Linked DNA regions of Mus musculus: all the other regions are linked to region 2. A link is a contact called in public Hi-C and Micro-C data. All regions are on one chromosome and are shown on one strand. Each heading gives the region's core, a stretch centred on a gene start, on an enhancer-like site or on the middle of the called end of the contact. The rest is flanking DNA. Distances are from core to core; before and after follow the strand shown.

Evidence for each region. A called contact is a pair of places that touch in the nucleus more often than the background predicts.
Region 1: a contact with region 2 is called in a Hi-C map of bone marrow-derived macrophages, with 32 read pairs. The contact joins two enhancer-like sites. A contact is called at or near these places in 1 of 15 datasets of contacts at CTCF or cohesin (CD8 T cells), 2 of 484 Hi-C or Micro-C datasets (the C2C12 cell line and bone marrow-derived macrophages), 5 of 115 datasets of contacts at active chromatin or transcription factors (CD8 T cells, effector CD8 T cells, intestinal villus epithelium and 2 more) and 1 of 9 other capture datasets (embryonic stem cells).
Region 3: a Micro-C map of muscle stem cells shows a contact between it and region 2, with 4 times the contacts expected there. The contact joins two enhancer-like sites. A contact is called at or near these places in 3 of 484 Hi-C or Micro-C datasets (adipose-derived mesenchymal stem cells, muscle stem cells and nephron progenitors) and 2 of 115 datasets of contacts at active chromatin or transcription factors (embryonic stem cells and microglia).

What each region holds. Positions count from the first base shown.
Region 1 is chr5:31,907,167-31,909,866 of GRCm38.p6, reverse strand. The region is part of intron 7 of Babam2 (BRISC and BRCA1 A complex member 2); the gene reads right to left. Among named protein-coding and RNA genes, the nearest start is that of Gm52770, 90 kb to the left of the region's middle. Within about 2 kb of position 1,441, at least 22 of the 459 cell types and tissues checked have an H3K27ac peak or open chromatin away from gene starts, as enhancers often do. A contact at or near this core is called in bone marrow-derived macrophages, where this site is marked.
Region 2 is chr5:31,757,194-31,759,906 of GRCm38.p6, reverse strand. The region is part of intron 3 of Babam2 (BRISC and BRCA1 A complex member 2); the gene reads right to left. Among named protein-coding and RNA genes, the nearest start is that of Babam2, 60 kb to the right of the region's middle. Within about 2 kb of position 1,451, at least 50 of the 459 cell types and tissues checked have an H3K27ac peak or open chromatin away from gene starts, as enhancers often do. A contact at or near this core is called in bone marrow-derived macrophages and muscle stem cells, where this site is marked.
Region 3 is chr5:31,949,403-31,952,102 of GRCm38.p6, reverse strand. The region is part of intron 7 of Babam2 (BRISC and BRCA1 A complex member 2); the gene reads right to left. Among named protein-coding and RNA genes, the nearest start is that of Gm52770, 48 kb to the left of the region's middle. Within about 2 kb of position 1,347, at least 11 of the 459 cell types and tissues checked have an H3K27ac peak or open chromatin away from gene starts, as enhancers often do. A contact at or near this core is called in muscle stem cells, where this site is marked.

The DNA of each region.
Region 1 (2,700 bases), core at 192-2,691, 150 kb before region 2:
TCCAGGAGCACAATATTTATTAGAGGGTGGGTTGAGTGACTCACGTCAACTTGAGTGAGGCTGAATTAAGTCACATTTACTATGCTGCACTATTGCTTAACTCAGCCAAAAACTACCTCTAGTGATATGGGGCCTCCTTTTTTTGAGACAGCTGGCAAAAGATTTTTTTTAAGAAGATAATTATGTTTGTTTGTTTGTTGCCAATCAATCTGTGCTTAGTCCCACATTTTTAAAGTGACACATTTGAGAAGGTACTCAAGGTGGTCACACCAACTGTCCTAGCACCTGGGAGGTGGAGGACGTAGAGGATCAGGGTTCAGGGTACACAGTGAGTTCAAGGGATATATAAGTCCAGGTCTCAAACGGTTTTTTGGAACATCTAAAATGGTATGTTCTATCATGCCAGATAGTAAAATCAATGGGACATTTGAGAAAAATCACAACATAGTGAATTTTCTTATAAAATTAAATTTTTTATTTTATCTGATTTACCTGAATGTAGTATGTAGTATTTTTACCTATAATTTCAAATATCATTACTTCAATTTCCAGGTCCCTATGTCCTTTTCATAGGCATGAGTCAAATTTCAGTGTACCCCAGTTTCTGGATTACAACCTATTCCTATGTCCTAAAATACCATGTCTGATGCCACAGTAGGGAAAAGGAGGCCAAAGAGGCCATAATGGGTAAAGGTAAGAAACTGTAAGCTCAAAGTTCATGAGACTAAAATCATGTTCATCACCTGCAGGGTTCAGGCGAGACAGCACTCTTGCAAAGTTCAACCTCCCAGGAGCATGGCCAAGCAACCACCCACTTAGGAACCTAGCTGCTGGCTACAAGGTACAGGAACATGGAGACTACATGCCTTGCGACACACAGGATCATCAACTTCTACACTTCTGGAAAGTTACATTAGTGGGGAGTGGGACTAGGGTAGGACCAGCTTGGCAGAAATGGGCTGTGTTTTCCCCAGCTCTAAAATAACAGGGACTTCCTAGTTTCATAAAACAATATGCCAAGATAGTCAGGAACACAGGAGGAAAAGGTATTGTCCCAGTAGACAGCATGTGGTGGATGGTAAAGAAAGCTCCAGAGAGGAGATGACTACCAAGAAGACCTAAAAAGATGGGCAGGTCATGTGTAGACCCTGCAGGAGAGGGGACCAAATGTAATGCTCTGGAACAAGGCCTAGCCTGAGCAAAGGTGCAGATGTGGAAAAAACACAAAGCCTGTTTTTAAAAAAAATGTCAAAACATTTGGCTAAACAGCAGGCTCTGTGTGTGTGTGTGTGTGTGTGTGTGTGTGTGTGTGTGTGTGATGTGCAGATGGGGGTGGAAAGGTGAGCCCAGAGCTATTGAAAACTGCCTGATTACCAGACTGCTAGCTGGACTGCAAGGGAAATGTTTAAGCAAGGACATTATGTTCGTGAAACTTCAGGCAGACAGAGACAGTTCTGTGCCAAACAGAAATAAATTGAAAACTAAAGCTGGGAGTTAGCTAGAAGTCAGACAGGAAGAGAGCAGGAGTCAAGAGTCCACCAAGGGGCATGACAATGATAGGACAAACCAGAAAATGGTAGGAATGACAAGGAATGAAAGGCACTGTACAGAGTGCCTTCTGGCATCAGACATAGACTTTTAGGACATAGGAAGATGCCTGTGAGATGTGTCTCTTGATCACACAAGAGCATCAGAGGAAGAGGAAGTGAAACAGGAAGGAAGACTGCCTTATTCAAGACAACAAGCTTGGTTTGGGACATTTTGCTAAACTTAGAGATTTAAATTGGTGGTGAAAATGGAATACCGGCACAAACGTCCATCAAATGCCTAGAAAGCAGATGTTTTCTAGGCATTTAAGCTAGGGAAAAAGTTAATATTAGAAATAAAGGCCAAGGAGTTATCCACAAAGAAGGTCATGAAAATGATCTGAGGCTAGGAAGAGACTGGCGGGGATGGCTCAGCAGTTAACAGCACTGGCTGCTCCTGCAGAGGACCTGGGTTTGGTTCCCAGCACGTACGTTATGCCTCACAACTATCTGTAACTCCAATTCCAGAAGATCTGACCTCCTCTTCTGGCATCTGAAGATACTGAACACATATGGTGCACAGACATACAATGAGAGAAAAAAACACCCATATGACAAATAAAAATAAACAAAAATCTCAAAAAAAAAAAAAGAAGAAGAAGAAGAAAGAAAATGATCTAGGGAGCTGATGAGACGAGACAGCTCAACTACAGAGGTGCTTGCACACTGGCCTAATGAACTGAGTCTGATCTTCAGACTCTATAAGGTGGCAGAAGACGCCCTACTCCCTAGAGTTGTCCTCTGACTTGCACATGTATGTCGTGGCATGCCCATACCTGCAGTAACACACACATAAACACAGACACAGACACACACGCGCGTGCACAAACACACACACACACACACACACACACACACACACACACACACACCAACAACAACCAAAGTTTAAATGATCAAGTGATAGAAGCATGAGAAGAAAACTTCCACAGTTTAATGAGCTGACAGTGAAACAGGCCCTGTAGGAGCCCAGAGGGTCTAAAAATCCAGGTCACAGGGGAGGGAACACTTTATAGAGAACACACGCCAAGAACACCATTATGAGCATCATACGGTAGAGAACAACGAAGAGCATATATTGTCACTGTGTTGCTTATTTAATTTCTAGAAAAGC
Region 2 (2,713 bases), core at 202-2,701:
AAAATATTAAAAATACTAGGAAACAGGGAACACTAGAACCCTAACATAATAATACGGGTCACAGTGTTGTTTCTCCTATGAATAATAGTAATCATATTACTTTTTTAGAAAATCAGCTTTTTAGAAAATAAGCAGAATTGGTATGGGCTGGTGGGGGGACAGCTGTTAGGTTTGGAAGAAAAGGAAGGAGGAGGGAAGGAAAAGAGGGAGGGGAGGGAGAAAGGAAGAAGGGAGGGAAGGAAGGAAGGAAGGAAGGAAGGAAGGAAGGAAGGAAGGAAGGAAGGAAGGAAGGAAGGATAGACAGACAGATGGACTCATGGACAGAAGTTAGGTAAGTGACTCTAAAAATGTTTTGGTCCCTTTCCAAAAGTTTTTAAAAAAAAAAAAAAAAGCATGCCAACTTCCGGTGTATAGAGTATATGATCAGACTGCTGTTCAGTTACTTAAACAGCAAGGTCAGTGTAAACACTACTAGACTGGAATACATTCTCAAATACAATCTGCATCCATGTTGTTGCTTTGATCCCTCAGCTATTTCCTACAGCATATCCTGCAACTAAGTTGTTACTACTTCCCGCAATGTGTTTAATGATGGACATTATGAACTAATCCCGTTCTTCTCCTTTGCCTTCTGTCTGAGTTGAGTGTTTTTCCTCTGACACATGTTCCCACCAGGAAACACTACTTCACCAGAGCCAATAAAGAAACAAAGAGAATAGAGTAGAACCCTCTAAAACCATGGGTCACAATAAACCATTTCTCTTTATAAGTTAATTTCCCTGCAATTTGTTAAAGTAAAAAAAAAAAAAAAAAAGCAGTCCCCAATCAGATGTCAGTCAGCCTCCTACCACCTTTCCCAGCTGCTGTGCAGAGGAGAGCCTCAGCAGCCAGTACTCTTTATTTCCTATTCAGCCATACCAGGATGGTTCTCCCACCATGAGCAGCTGACTCTGGGGACTTCCTCTTCCTGACTTCTACAGGGAAGTGCGCACTGTTAGCGCATTGTGATAAGGACAGAACTCACTTCGGAACAAGCCACAGGCAAAAGTAAAAAGTAGCAGATGCAGATCTGCGCACCAGGTCCCTGCCTGCCCAGACCGTGACCTGGATCACTCCCATGCACAAAACAGGAGAGCAGGCCCTGGGAACGCTGCTGGGATTAAAATGAGATCATACAAGTAAATCTAGGTTTGGAAAATAGAGAATACAAGTTGATTATAAATACTTCTTTCTAATTCCTAGCTGAATTATACAAAGCAGAAATTTAAGGCTGATGTGGCATAGTTTGACACACACAAACAACACTTGCCAAAAAAATCAGGAGAAATAACCACAGAATGCTAAATGAGGGGGGGGGAAAACCACACCAATGTTTCTTGAGTTCTGAGTTCATTGTTCAACAATGAGTCTTTTGCTGACTCCACACACAGACATGAGCCAGAGCACCCGGAGCAGTCAAACCTGCACACAGAGGATGGTCCTAGGCAGGGTTAGTGCCTCACTCCCATACAACAGTGCCTGAAAGACCGTGCACAAGTCCACACCTCCATAAACCGTGGAAATCAGGCACTTTCCTGTGGAATTTATGAAAAAAAGCTGAATAAAACTATCTATTGTCAAACAGCTCTGAAATGCCCAATTAACAAAAGAAAAACATGTCTTTTACGGTATGAAGGATAGTTTCCATTCTCAGGTGACAGATCTAAACAATGAATCTAACAATAAAGAAAAGCAAGCTCAGAAATACAGAGGCTAACATGGAGAAAAACTGAAATGAATGAAAAATTTTAATGCTTTAAAACAGCAATGAAAATATAAAACCCTTCAAAAATAGATATAAGAAAATGCTTTTGAGAAACATTAAATATAAAATACAAATAGTCTACTACTCAAGTGGAAAGCTAAAAAGCTCTAGCCAGTGCTTGTAGGAAGCTAACGGGGGATGGGAGGAGGAAGGCAGCAAAATTAATAATCAATTTGTCAAAGCAACATGTTAGTTGTAGTTTTTCTGATTATTCAAGTTTCGGTTGACAAAGAACAAAGGCAGCCATATTTCAGCCAGGAAAGTTACTGAAGTCAGAAATAAACAAAGCAAGAAGGGTCTGTAGGAGAAAGCTATGCGCAGGGGCTGCTAGATGAAGGAAGGGTGGAGAACGGAGAGAAGCACATGTCTCCAGGGTCACTCCAATGCAGTAGAAAAAATAAATAAATAAAACCTATGAAATGGGGATGTGGTCTTACTAACCATCATAGAAGTGGAAATTAAAACAACATTGAGATCTCAACCCAAAGAGAATAGCAGTCATTAAGAGAAAAACAACAGGGGCTGGAGCCATGGCTCAGTGTGAAGAGCATTTACTGCTCTTGCAGAGAACCTGGGCTGAATTCCCAGCACCACATGGCAGCTCACAACCATCTGTTACTCCAGTTTCAGAGGATCAATGCCCTCATTGATCTCTATGAATATGAGGCATGCCTATGGCACACATCTATACATGTACGCAAAACTCTCATACATATAAAAATAAAGTAATTAATAAATCTTTAAGAAAAGAACAAATACTGGTGAGACTGTAGCAGAAAGAAACTCTAAAAATGTAAAGTAATAAAAAAAAGTAGTAATTAAAAAAAATGGTGAGATAGAGGTGTTGCGATACACTTCAACACCAGAATACAGCAGGTTTCTCTTACAAGGACAGAGACTATCTTCTGA
Region 3 (2,700 bases), core at 98-2,597, 190 kb before region 2:
GACCTTGCAATAGTTTTCCTGTCCCACTTGGTGAGAGGTACCAGGAATAAACACACAAGGCAGGGACTTCAGTGTGGGTCATTGAATGGCATGCATTTCGGCCTACATCATCCAGAGATTAAAATACCCAACTTGAATATAAGATATTTAGGACCTAGTCTGCTTTCAATTTCCATTATATTACATCAGCCTTAACATGTCCTTACTTTCTCCATGAGACAATAATTTCAAGCCACATTAAAAGCCATAGATACAAGAGACAGAGTAAGCCAACAACTGACAGTCACAGGCAGCATTAGCACTGAAGGACAGCTGCTTAACACAAAACCACTATAGGGAAGGTGGGCAACTGTAGATCCAGTATTCTGTTGGAAATGAAAACAGGAGTCATTAGTAAGAGATCAGCAAAACAGGGAAAATGCACAACTGCCACCGTAGAATAGTTTAAAAAGTAGTTCAAAATTGGCCATGTTGCATTATCAGGCCTGCTGATTTTATAGCTTCAGCACATGAAAAATTGGTGATGGACTTGTGTTTTATTTCCACTATCAAAGAACTCTAATGTTCAACCCTAAAGAACTCATACATAATGCCTGAGTTAGGAAGGAAATGATATATACTTTTACATTGCAAGTAATTGCAAAGCTTATTTAAAAATCATTCCCAAGGTTCTGTAATACAAGAATAGTAATGGCTACTTTGTGAATGGGAGTACGTCAGTTCTATAAGCCAGAGACCACTGCCGAGAGAATTCATGAGAGTTCAGATAGACAGACACATGTGGATAGGCAAATTTTATACTCAGTGATTAAAGAACAAAAGATCAGATGAATGGCTGCTGTTCTTAAAGTACTCTGGTGAGGAGCAGTCCATGAAAAGGGCCCCACAGCCCGTCTACTCCTCCTGCTAGGGTGAATGAGTGCACCACGAGGGGAGTGTGAAGCAGAGGAAAACCCCACCTAGGAATGACAGGAATGAGAAAGAGAAGAGGGATCTGCGATGCTTTACGAATGTGTTCCCAATGACCCAACTTTCTTCCTCTAAATGTCAGGTCTTAAACGTTGTGTCAAGCTGGAAACCAGACGTAAAGACACATGGTCTTTGGGAAACATTTCATGTCTAAACTGCAATCCACTCACTGAATTGAGTGCTTTACAGATGGAAGGGTTTGCTCATTGTAGGCCAGGAATTGGAAAAGATGTGGATCTTGCCTTCAAGATGCTCTGCCTAGTGGCTATTCTCCATAGGCTGAAAGCAGTCACATTTTCCCTCACAGTCTGAGTTATGGAGATACTCATCAGAGAATGGGTAGTCTCCATGACGGAAAGAGCTAACAACTAAGACTCAGAGAGACAGCTGCAAGTGATGCACCTCTCAGCTGGCCCTGTCCCTCACATTACCGCTGAGGTCCCTGTGGCTCATGGCCTGGCATCAAACACTTCGGACTTGTGACAGGCTACCTCCTTTTCCCAGTACCGTCTGCTTCATGCTGTTTCTCTTCTTTCTTATCTCTGTTCTAGAATACACCTCTCTCTCCCTTTTGTTCCCTATGTATGTGACAGCTATAAACTCAAAAATAGCCCCATATAGACAAACATGCTTACTACATATTTATAGACTCGCCTCAAGGTAATGCAGTAGACTGGGCTTAGGAAATAAATGAGTTATATTATCAATGGCTGACCGCAGGGGTAGGTGAATAGCTCTGTGGCACAGCACTTGTTTGCCTAGTACACTCAAGTCCCCAGGTTCAAGCCCCAGCACCACAAGAGAAAATGACCACAGAACAAAGAAGTGGGGTGTTGAGCCCCTGAGACTCATGATACTATTTTATTTTAATGGCTTTTGAACTTGTTATAAAATTTTTAACTAAAATGTCTACATTTGGAAAAACTTACAACATCAGTATTCCACCCAGAAAACAAGGTGGTAGCTGAGGTGTCTGCGACTTACACAGACGACAGAAATACTTGAATATGCATGCATTGGTCAGTCTCACTGAAAACAAGGAGCCATGTGTTCAAGTTCTCTCTTCTTTATCTTTGTTCTCACTAGGTTCTATCTTGATACTTTACAAGGTGAGCTTTCAAAATGTTTTAAATAATGAAATTAGTGATACTATTCTAATATCGTTCTAGTATGTACTTTAAACATTCATGTTTTAAAACAACACAGAAAATTTATCTAAAGGGCAAAAAAATAATGTTCTAAATTGCTTGTCAAATGGAAGAAACATGGCAAGTCAGTTGTCCAATTACTCTCTAGGTCCTGTGTCCCACTCTCCTTCAGTAATAACCGGGGAGACCTCACGCATTGATCTTTGCAGACTGAAGATGAAGGTAAAGACTGGAATCTGACAACTAATATATTTTCAAAATGACGAAAGTTTAGTATCACAGGAACTTGAGCCAGCTCCAAAACCAAGCTCGATGATGTTTCTGGCAGACGTGCAATCTGGATCATGCACGAAGCTATTTAAAGTTGCTTGATATGTTACCACGACAGATTTCAAAGATCAAAACACAGGTGCGCATGAGTGTTGCACAATCCTGTGGTAGGAGAGAACATGAGCTCATTCCACCTAGAAACAGACCCAAACACAAACACCCACCTGGGGTTCAGGTGTACAACTCTGTCTGCGGGCAGATGAATTTATCTCTCGAGTTTTGTTCTGATAAAAATATGCTATGATAAGACAGA